Regions from separate parts of the Capra hircus genome. Here region 1 is linked to region 2. A link is a contact called in public Hi-C data. All regions are on one chromosome and are shown on one strand. The core of a region is the stretch at or near the end of the contact, and the rest is flanking DNA. Distances in the headings are between cores, read along the strand shown.

Region 1 (4,104 bases), core at 1,212-3,711, 190 kb before region 2:
TTTGCCATTCTGCCTGCGCTTTCTGCTCGGAGCCTCTGTAGCGTAACAGAGAAGCTTCAGACACTGAAGCTGCTCCTGGCCGCGCAAACTCCAGTCCGCATCTTCCAGGCAGCCCTGTCACAAATAATTCCTGTCCACTACGCCCCTATCACACTGAATACAACCACATTGTGCAGCTGGAAATGGGAAACCTGATTCAGACCACAGAGGAAGGTACAAAAACATTGAGCTCAACACAATGCTGTCTTTCTTGCGTGTGCTGCTGGTGATGGTATAGCAACAGATCTCAAACCTACTAGTGGGTGAGAGATTCAAGACCCGTTTTGGAAGGAAACGCAGAATTACAAGAGCATTCCAAGCATCCCCAAACAGTCACAACAACCACCACCAAAAACCCACCCAGTCCTTCCAGAGCTGCGCCAGTTTCGTGTGCAGTGTTCCTAACCAAAATCCGTCTAGCCCAAGCACGCAATTTAAAAAGGAAGCACGATCTCCGCAGAAAATGGTGCATGTTGACAAAGCGTGACTTGTCCCACATGGGCAGGAATCAAAGGAAAACCAGCCTGATGGTAACCCAGCCTCCTTTAGTCTGCACGATTAGCCAGAGGGAAAAGAAAGAGGCCGGCACGAGGGCAGGGGGGCGCGGGCAATGGAGGACGGGGGCCAGAAGGCCGCCCATGCTCTGCGAGATTCTGGTAAACAGCAGCCTGTAATGGCCACTGCGAGAAGGAAAACAGCCACGGAGGGAAACGTGTTTACAACTGCGGCGGTGGGCGGGAGGCCGAGCGGAGGGAGGGAGGGATTCCCCGGCTCCGCGCGCCGCTCGCTCGGCTTCGCTGAGGCCCCAGGGCTGGGTTACGCTTCGGCGCCCGCACCCCCATTTTATTGGAGGGGGGCGCACATCTTGTTTATGGGGAAGGTTACTCCTCCTCCGCTCTGCTGATCGCTGCCTCAACACTCCCGCCGCATCCTTGCGGGATGCGCGCTTGACTGACGGCTGTGCCGGCCAGTCGCCGCCCGGGCCCCTGGCTCGGTGGACTTTCCCAGCGAGCCGATTGGGCGGTGGGGAGGGCGGGTCCTCGTGATTGGCGTGCCACTCGGAGTAGAAAGTAGTAAACAACCTCGGTCCACCGCGGCCGGGAGGGCGCGGGATGCCCGCTGCTCCGGTCCTCGCCCCGAGCCCGGGCGGCCCCGAGACAAAAGGAACCCGTGGCGGGAAGACGGCCGAGGGCCCCCCAGAAAAGCAGACACAAGTGGGCGCCCTTTAGATCCCCTGGGCGAGAACTGCTGACTTGCAGCCTCCCATCATTTTTGTTCAGTGGAAAACCAAAAAGGTTTTGTTTCCACAATTCTCGCCCTCCTTTTTCTTCCTACAACTTAAAAACTCCCAAAAGGGAACGGGCGAGGGCCGATTCACTTTACTCTCCCTCTTCCCCCTCCCTCCACAGTGTATACTTTTGTCTCTGCAGAAGTGATTTTAAACCCTGGTACTAAAAATTGTTTGCTTACATAATGTGCCCTTCACAGAGGTGAATTAGACGCCTTGTTAGACCTTTTCATCACAAGTTTTTGGAGCTGTGATCTCACTCAGGGCTGACTGTGTTTGGAAACATACATATAAAAAGAAACTGAGATGATGTTGTATTAAGCTGCTTTGACAAGAAATAAACAGTTAACTTGCATTTTCCATAGAGGGGGTAGTTCACCCAGGATATTGCACGCATGCCAAGGTAACTCCTGATCTACTTTGCCTTGAATCACAATCCACTCCTCCTCCTGGCCTCACCATCCTCCTGGGACCTCAGCAAGAAAATTGGCAGCTTTCAGCATGGAGGTGCTGCTCCCCCAAGCCCGGCAGCTCCTGGGGCTGCTTCCAGGAGGGGCACGATCAACACAGAGGTCTCCAGACACTACCTTCCTGGGAGAGAGAGTCCACAGAGAGGCCTCCGGGAGCTGATGGAGAAGGGAAGGGGGCGGGGGCCTGGGTGGGGGGAGCTGGACACCAGAGGGATCTCCAGAACACTTGTTTGCCTGCTGACTCTACACTCTCATGGTAAGCCATGTTGCCACCCGTGGCCAGACAGCCAGACTGCTGGAGAGCTTTAAAAATAAAGATACAAAGGGCTCTTGGCAGGACGGAACTTAAGAGTGAACCTGGGGGTCCTCTGTATCACCCCCCCCACACACACACACACACACGCCCCCGGCTCCACGGATTGCCAGCCTCTGTTGTCAGCCTGCTCCAAGAGCGCCTCGCCCCCGCTGCCTGCGCGTGGAGTTAGTGCCTTGTCCCTTCCACCCTAGACCCAGCCCCCAGGTCTGCAGCCTCCTTCCTTCCAACCAACCTCCCTTGGGGCACTCGGTTCCGGTCGCAGGCCCCAGTGCCCGCCATACACACCCTTCACGCCCTTCAGTCAGTCTGCGCCTTCTGTGCTATCCCCTGCCAGCCCGGGAGAGGCCGCTGTTCTCCACCGCTTCCCGCCCCTGCAGCCCGCACCTCTCAGTGCCCCTGATGGCCCGGCCAATACTGCGTGCAGACTCGGATCGCAGCTCTGGCCGCCTGGTGAGACACTGAACTTCCCGAGGGCAAAAGTGGTGTCGGCTTCTGATGTGTACGGAGATGCAGGCCTGCGATAAGCATGCTCTGGACTTGCGCACCTCTGCGCACGGTCCTCAGCCTCTCTCCGCCCCCAGCTCACTTAGAGTGTGCTTTCGGAGCTGGCATCTGGCTGACACGTACTCCCAACCCCCGACCCCCAGGTGGAGGCCCTGGCAGTTCTGCCCCTCTATGGTTCTCTGCACACATGCAGCTGTTCATGCCGTCTCCTCTGCCACTCAGGCCCTTTTCTGTCCTCCTGAGAAGAGGCAAATTCTTTTTCAGCCTAAAAAATGCTCCCTACCTTGCGCAGAACTTTCACCAGCTCCTGCCACCCCTTCCCCCAGAGCATCTCAGAGAGAGAGGCCTCCAGGTATCTGCTCCTCTCTCCGCCTGGCCGGGACACAAGGACAGTCCGACAGCTGGCGTGGTGTTCGCAAGAACCAAGAACTGAAAGGCAAATCCACAAAGTGCTTTCCTCCCCCACCAGGTGTCCATAGACCGGTCTATTCTGGTCTCCAGACGCGACAGTGCACGCACTTTCAAGCTGTCCTTCCCCAGTGCCTCTCCCTGAAGACCCCGCCTAGTCTGACTGTGGGCGGGCTCCTCCTGCCCTTTCAGCTCTCTTGCTCAGATGCCACTTCTACCCCCACCACGCCCACCTCCTGGCCACTATTATGCAGACCTGTTTCATTTTCATCATGAGATTTAACTACCATCCTTCCTATCTGATTACCCACTTGCTGGCTGTATAGTCTGGCTTCTTTTTCATCTGCTGGATTCACAACCTCATCTCCAGCGGACTTCAAGCCAAAGCAACGGACAGTATAGGAGGCTCCACTCAGCAGCACATTCAGGCAAAGGAAGATGAGTTTTCTGGGAGGGTTTGCCTCAGAACCCTCAGTCTGACACTCACAGAACCATACAAGGCGGGGACAGGACTAAGCTCTGTGGCCCCACTTGACCCCGAGGAGTCCCCGTCGTCCTGAGAATCCCAGGTTCTGCAGCTGGAACCAGGGGTCCCTCTTTGCTCCCTGTGTAACATGTTACATGTATCATCCATTATATAACTTTCCCCAACAAATACAGATTAATGGTGGGGCAGGGGAAATTATTATTGACAAACTTAGCACTTTCAACAATAAAAAATTTTTAAAAATCTGGCATCGGTAATAACTTTGTGGCTCAGAAATGAAAAAATATACATATATTAGTATATCAGATACAACATAGAATCTGCCTTCCCATACTTTGCTTACAGTATTTGACAAATATGAATGTTTTTATTTTTGCCTTTCACTCAAGGAAGAGATTGAGAAAAGGCAGAGGAACCAGAAATCAAATTGCCAACATCCATTGGATCAGAGAAAATCAAAAGAATTTCAGAAAAATATCTACTTCTGCTTCATTGACTATGCTAAAGCTTTTGACTGTGTAGATCACAACAAACGAAAATTCTTCAAGAGATGAGAATACCCTTACCTGACTCCTGAGAAACTTATATGCTG
Region 2 (3,510 bases), core at 479-2,978:
AAATGATTAGAGAGAGAAAGCATGGTAGACCTCTGAAATGGACGATGCACTGTAGGCACCGGCCACTGTTTAATGAAAAAGGTAAAAAAAAAAATCACATAACTGTTAAACAAGCAAACTGCAATCCTGTTAAGTAAGCACCATAGCAAAATAAATCCTCACGACAGAACATTAATTGAGCACCTACTATGTGCCAGGCTCTGCATAACATTCAAACGACAACGGAAGCCCGACGTCAAGTGCATCCTGTATTTCTGGCACTATCCAAACAACAACTCTGTTCAAGGATGCCGTGCCCATTAGAGCAGTAGCAAACCAAAGCTGGAGGGCTTAGGATGTGCCAGCCTAAGTATTTGACGTATGCATCAGCTCACTTTTCGCTTTTAAGAATAAACGTCTGGAGTAGGTTCTATTAGAATTATAACTTTACAGATGAGGAAAACTGAGGCACAGGAAGATTAAACAATTGGCTTGAGGCCTTAGCTACTGAGGAGCTGAGATTCAAACCCAAGCCCTCTGCCTGCACTTCTCTCTACGCCCTTGTAAAATGACAACAGCTCGGGTCCCAGAGAAAAACCAATCACTGCTAACCGGCACAGCAGAGGGTACGACCTCAAAAGGAACAGGCGGGAAGTCAGGTCTACAGAAACGAGGGTAATCAAGAAAAACTTCATGAAGGAGAAGGAATCTGTGTTAGAAATTAAAAGATGGCATCTCAGATGAACTCAAACTCTAGGAAGGTATTTGGGGAACAGGAATTAACTTAGCGTCCCATCTTTACACAGTCACAGTCTTGTCCTTATTTCACAGATCTGAAACCTAGAGTTTTGTTTGTTTTAATGAAAAAGAGATTCCAATCCCAATTTTTCTGACCTTTTCTGGCAATATCAGTAAAGAGGAAAAGCACTCCAGGCCTTGAATACAGAAGGAGCAAAACATGGAGCCAGGAACGGGCTTGCTTACTGTAGAGCCAGAGCCCACTGATAGAGTCCTAGGAATTCACACGGGATCCCTACAGCAAAGTCTCGGTAGGAGCGGGGTACAGCCCAGGACAGGGCCCTGGGACTTGAGTCCTGGACCAAAGGGCAGCACCACAAAAGGCGATGCTGATAATGTGGTGCTGGCAAGCCCATCAAAGCAGAGGGAGGGTATTGGAGTCAGAACGCCCGGCCCAGAGGCCAACCAAGCATCTCCTCCAAGAGTCCCTGCAGGTCTGGACGGGACCAGGGTGGAGCCAGAAATGGGCGAATGAGAACAATTTCAAGTGACTCAGGGAGGAAGAAAGGAAACATTTAATAAAGGAGTCTCCCCAGAAAGGGGCTGATGAACAGAAATGTAACTAGGAATTCCATCCTGACCCAACACCACTTGTTGTTGAAAATCTTACTGAGGTAATGCTAGACAGAAAATCCCAAATATACAGTTCAACCAAGTACAACAGTGATAACAAAAGAATTTCCTGGGATGAAACTATAACATGTTGTGATCTCACATATTCCATGAACTCATTATCCACAGAAATCAGACAACAGAACTAAGGAAGCCCAACAGCAGATCCTCCTCTGCCTCTGGTCTCCTGATCGTTTGTCTTCATGATGGTCTGTGTTTCTCTTCCAAACTCAGAGTCTGAGCTACTGGTAGGTATTTTACCCCACTACTGAGAGACCCCCAGAACTTAGCAGGGGAGAAGAAACACAGGACAACGCTGATAATAACGGCACAACTGCTGAGGACTTTACAACCTAAATAGAAGTAACAGCTGCTGACCTAAGAAAACTGTTGCCAGCTGGTACAGGCAAGGAGACCACGGACCTCCCCCCTGTTGCCAGCTGGTACAGGCAAGGAGACCACGGACCTCCCCCCTGTTGCTAGCTGGTACAGGCAAGGAGATCATGGACCTCTCCCCTGGGCTCTCTTTCTATGCTTCTTACTCCTCTCCAGGAGGTTATTATAGGTCAGTTGGATGCTTCCAATTTGGGAAAAACTGTTATAAACTCATCTCTCCCTAATCATCATCAGACTTCTCTCCCTCAAACTGTTATTAACTAAATTTTCTTAACTCAAATTGGCACTGTCTCATTTACTTAGTCAATGTGCATTTCTAATAATTGATTTTTATAAAGACAAACCACTGACTATATTTTGTGTGACAGGATAAGCTCAAAGTAGGCATCCAAAATATCTCAGGAAAGTTTTAAAGTTCTGCTCTATAAAACATTTACGCTTTAAGACTGTCAACATATATTTGCTCTCCCGTGGTCAAGAGTAATTTAGAAAGCAGTATGCATATACCTGAATCACCAAACTGACAAATAATTCCACAGCCAGTTTAAAGAAAGTTAGTGCCAGCTTTAAAAAAAAAAAAAAGGCAGCCATACAAACGTATACAAAACAACAATAATAATGTATTTGAAACTGTCAGAATTTGGATGAATGGACGGAAATACACACAATTTTGAACAAGTGGTCTTTTTTGTTATATAACTATTACTAAAGTAGATGCTTGCCTTGATAAGGGGACTAAGAGGCTGAGGAGTAGTGTAAAAAATAAAGTTTCAAACCCCAAGAACTTTCTGGACTAGGAATAAATTAAGAATAGGATACTTTCTAAAGTCTTTAAAAATATAAATGCTTAAAATAAAATAAAAAATTAAGACTTCCAGACTATTATAATGTGAACAATTTAAAGCCGGCACAGCTATCTCAGCTACATTTGGGGATGCCCATCATACGCACACACATCTTCCCTCTGTGGTTAGTCACCAATCTATTGCAAATAAGAAAGAGTGGGCTTTAAGACCATCAGCCACCAGAGGCGGGTCACTCAGCTCCATGGACACACCCCCAGCAACGGACCAAGGAGCCATCGCCTGCACTGACCAAGGAGAGGACAAACATGGGAATAGGGCAGTCCCTCCAGCCTGTCTGCCTCTCCCCGTCATAAAGAGCTGCAACAACACACAGTGACAGTCACTGCACGCAGGCATCCATCCCCCACCATAAGAGAAACTGCTTTCTGCTGTGTTACAGTGAAATCTGAACTCTTCTAGTCCATGAAGAAAAAAGAAAGAAAAATGAAAGCCTTGCTTACTAGTTTGTTTCTTTAGTGTTTTAAACAAACATAGAAAGTCATTTCTACGTGTGCTTAGTCACTCGGTCGTGTCCGACTCTCTGCGACCCTGTGGACTGTAGCCTGCCAGGTTCCTCTGTCCACGGAATTTTCCAGGCAAGAATACAGGAGTGGGTTGCCATTCCTTTTCCTGACCCAGGGATTGAACCCATATCTCCTGTGTCTCCTGCACTGCAGGCGGATTCTCTACCTGCTAAGCCACCGGGGGAGCCCAATTTCTATGGTTTGACTCGTATCTTTTTACATGTACGTAGGATAGTTTATCACATCAGAACATAGTTTTAAACTTAAAGAAGTGAAGTCGCTCAGTCATGTCCAACTCTTTGTGATCCTATGGACTGTACCCACCAGCTCCTCTGTCCCTGGGATTTTCCAGGCAA

Evidence for each region. A called contact is a pair of places that touch in the nucleus more often than the background predicts.
Region 1: a contact with region 2 is called in a Hi-C map of blood, with 2.8 times the contacts expected there. The contact joins two enhancer-like sites.

The regions. Positions count from the first base shown.
Region 1 is chr21:7,238,853-7,242,956 of ARS1.2, reverse strand. The region is part of intron 2 of IGF1R (insulin-like growth factor 1 receptor); the gene reads right to left. Among named protein-coding and RNA genes, the nearest start is that of PGPEP1L, 180 kb to the left of the region's middle. Within about 2 kb of position 2,461, at least 5 of the 5 cell types and tissues checked have an H3K27ac peak or open chromatin away from gene starts, as enhancers often do.
Region 2 is chr21:7,044,744-7,048,253 of ARS1.2, reverse strand. All of the region lies in intron 1 of IGF1R (insulin-like growth factor 1 receptor), which reads right to left. Among named protein-coding and RNA genes, the nearest start is that of IGF1R, 8.0 kb to the right of the region's middle. Within about 2 kb of position 1,728, at least 1 of the 5 cell types and tissues checked has an H3K27ac peak or open chromatin away from gene starts, as enhancers often do.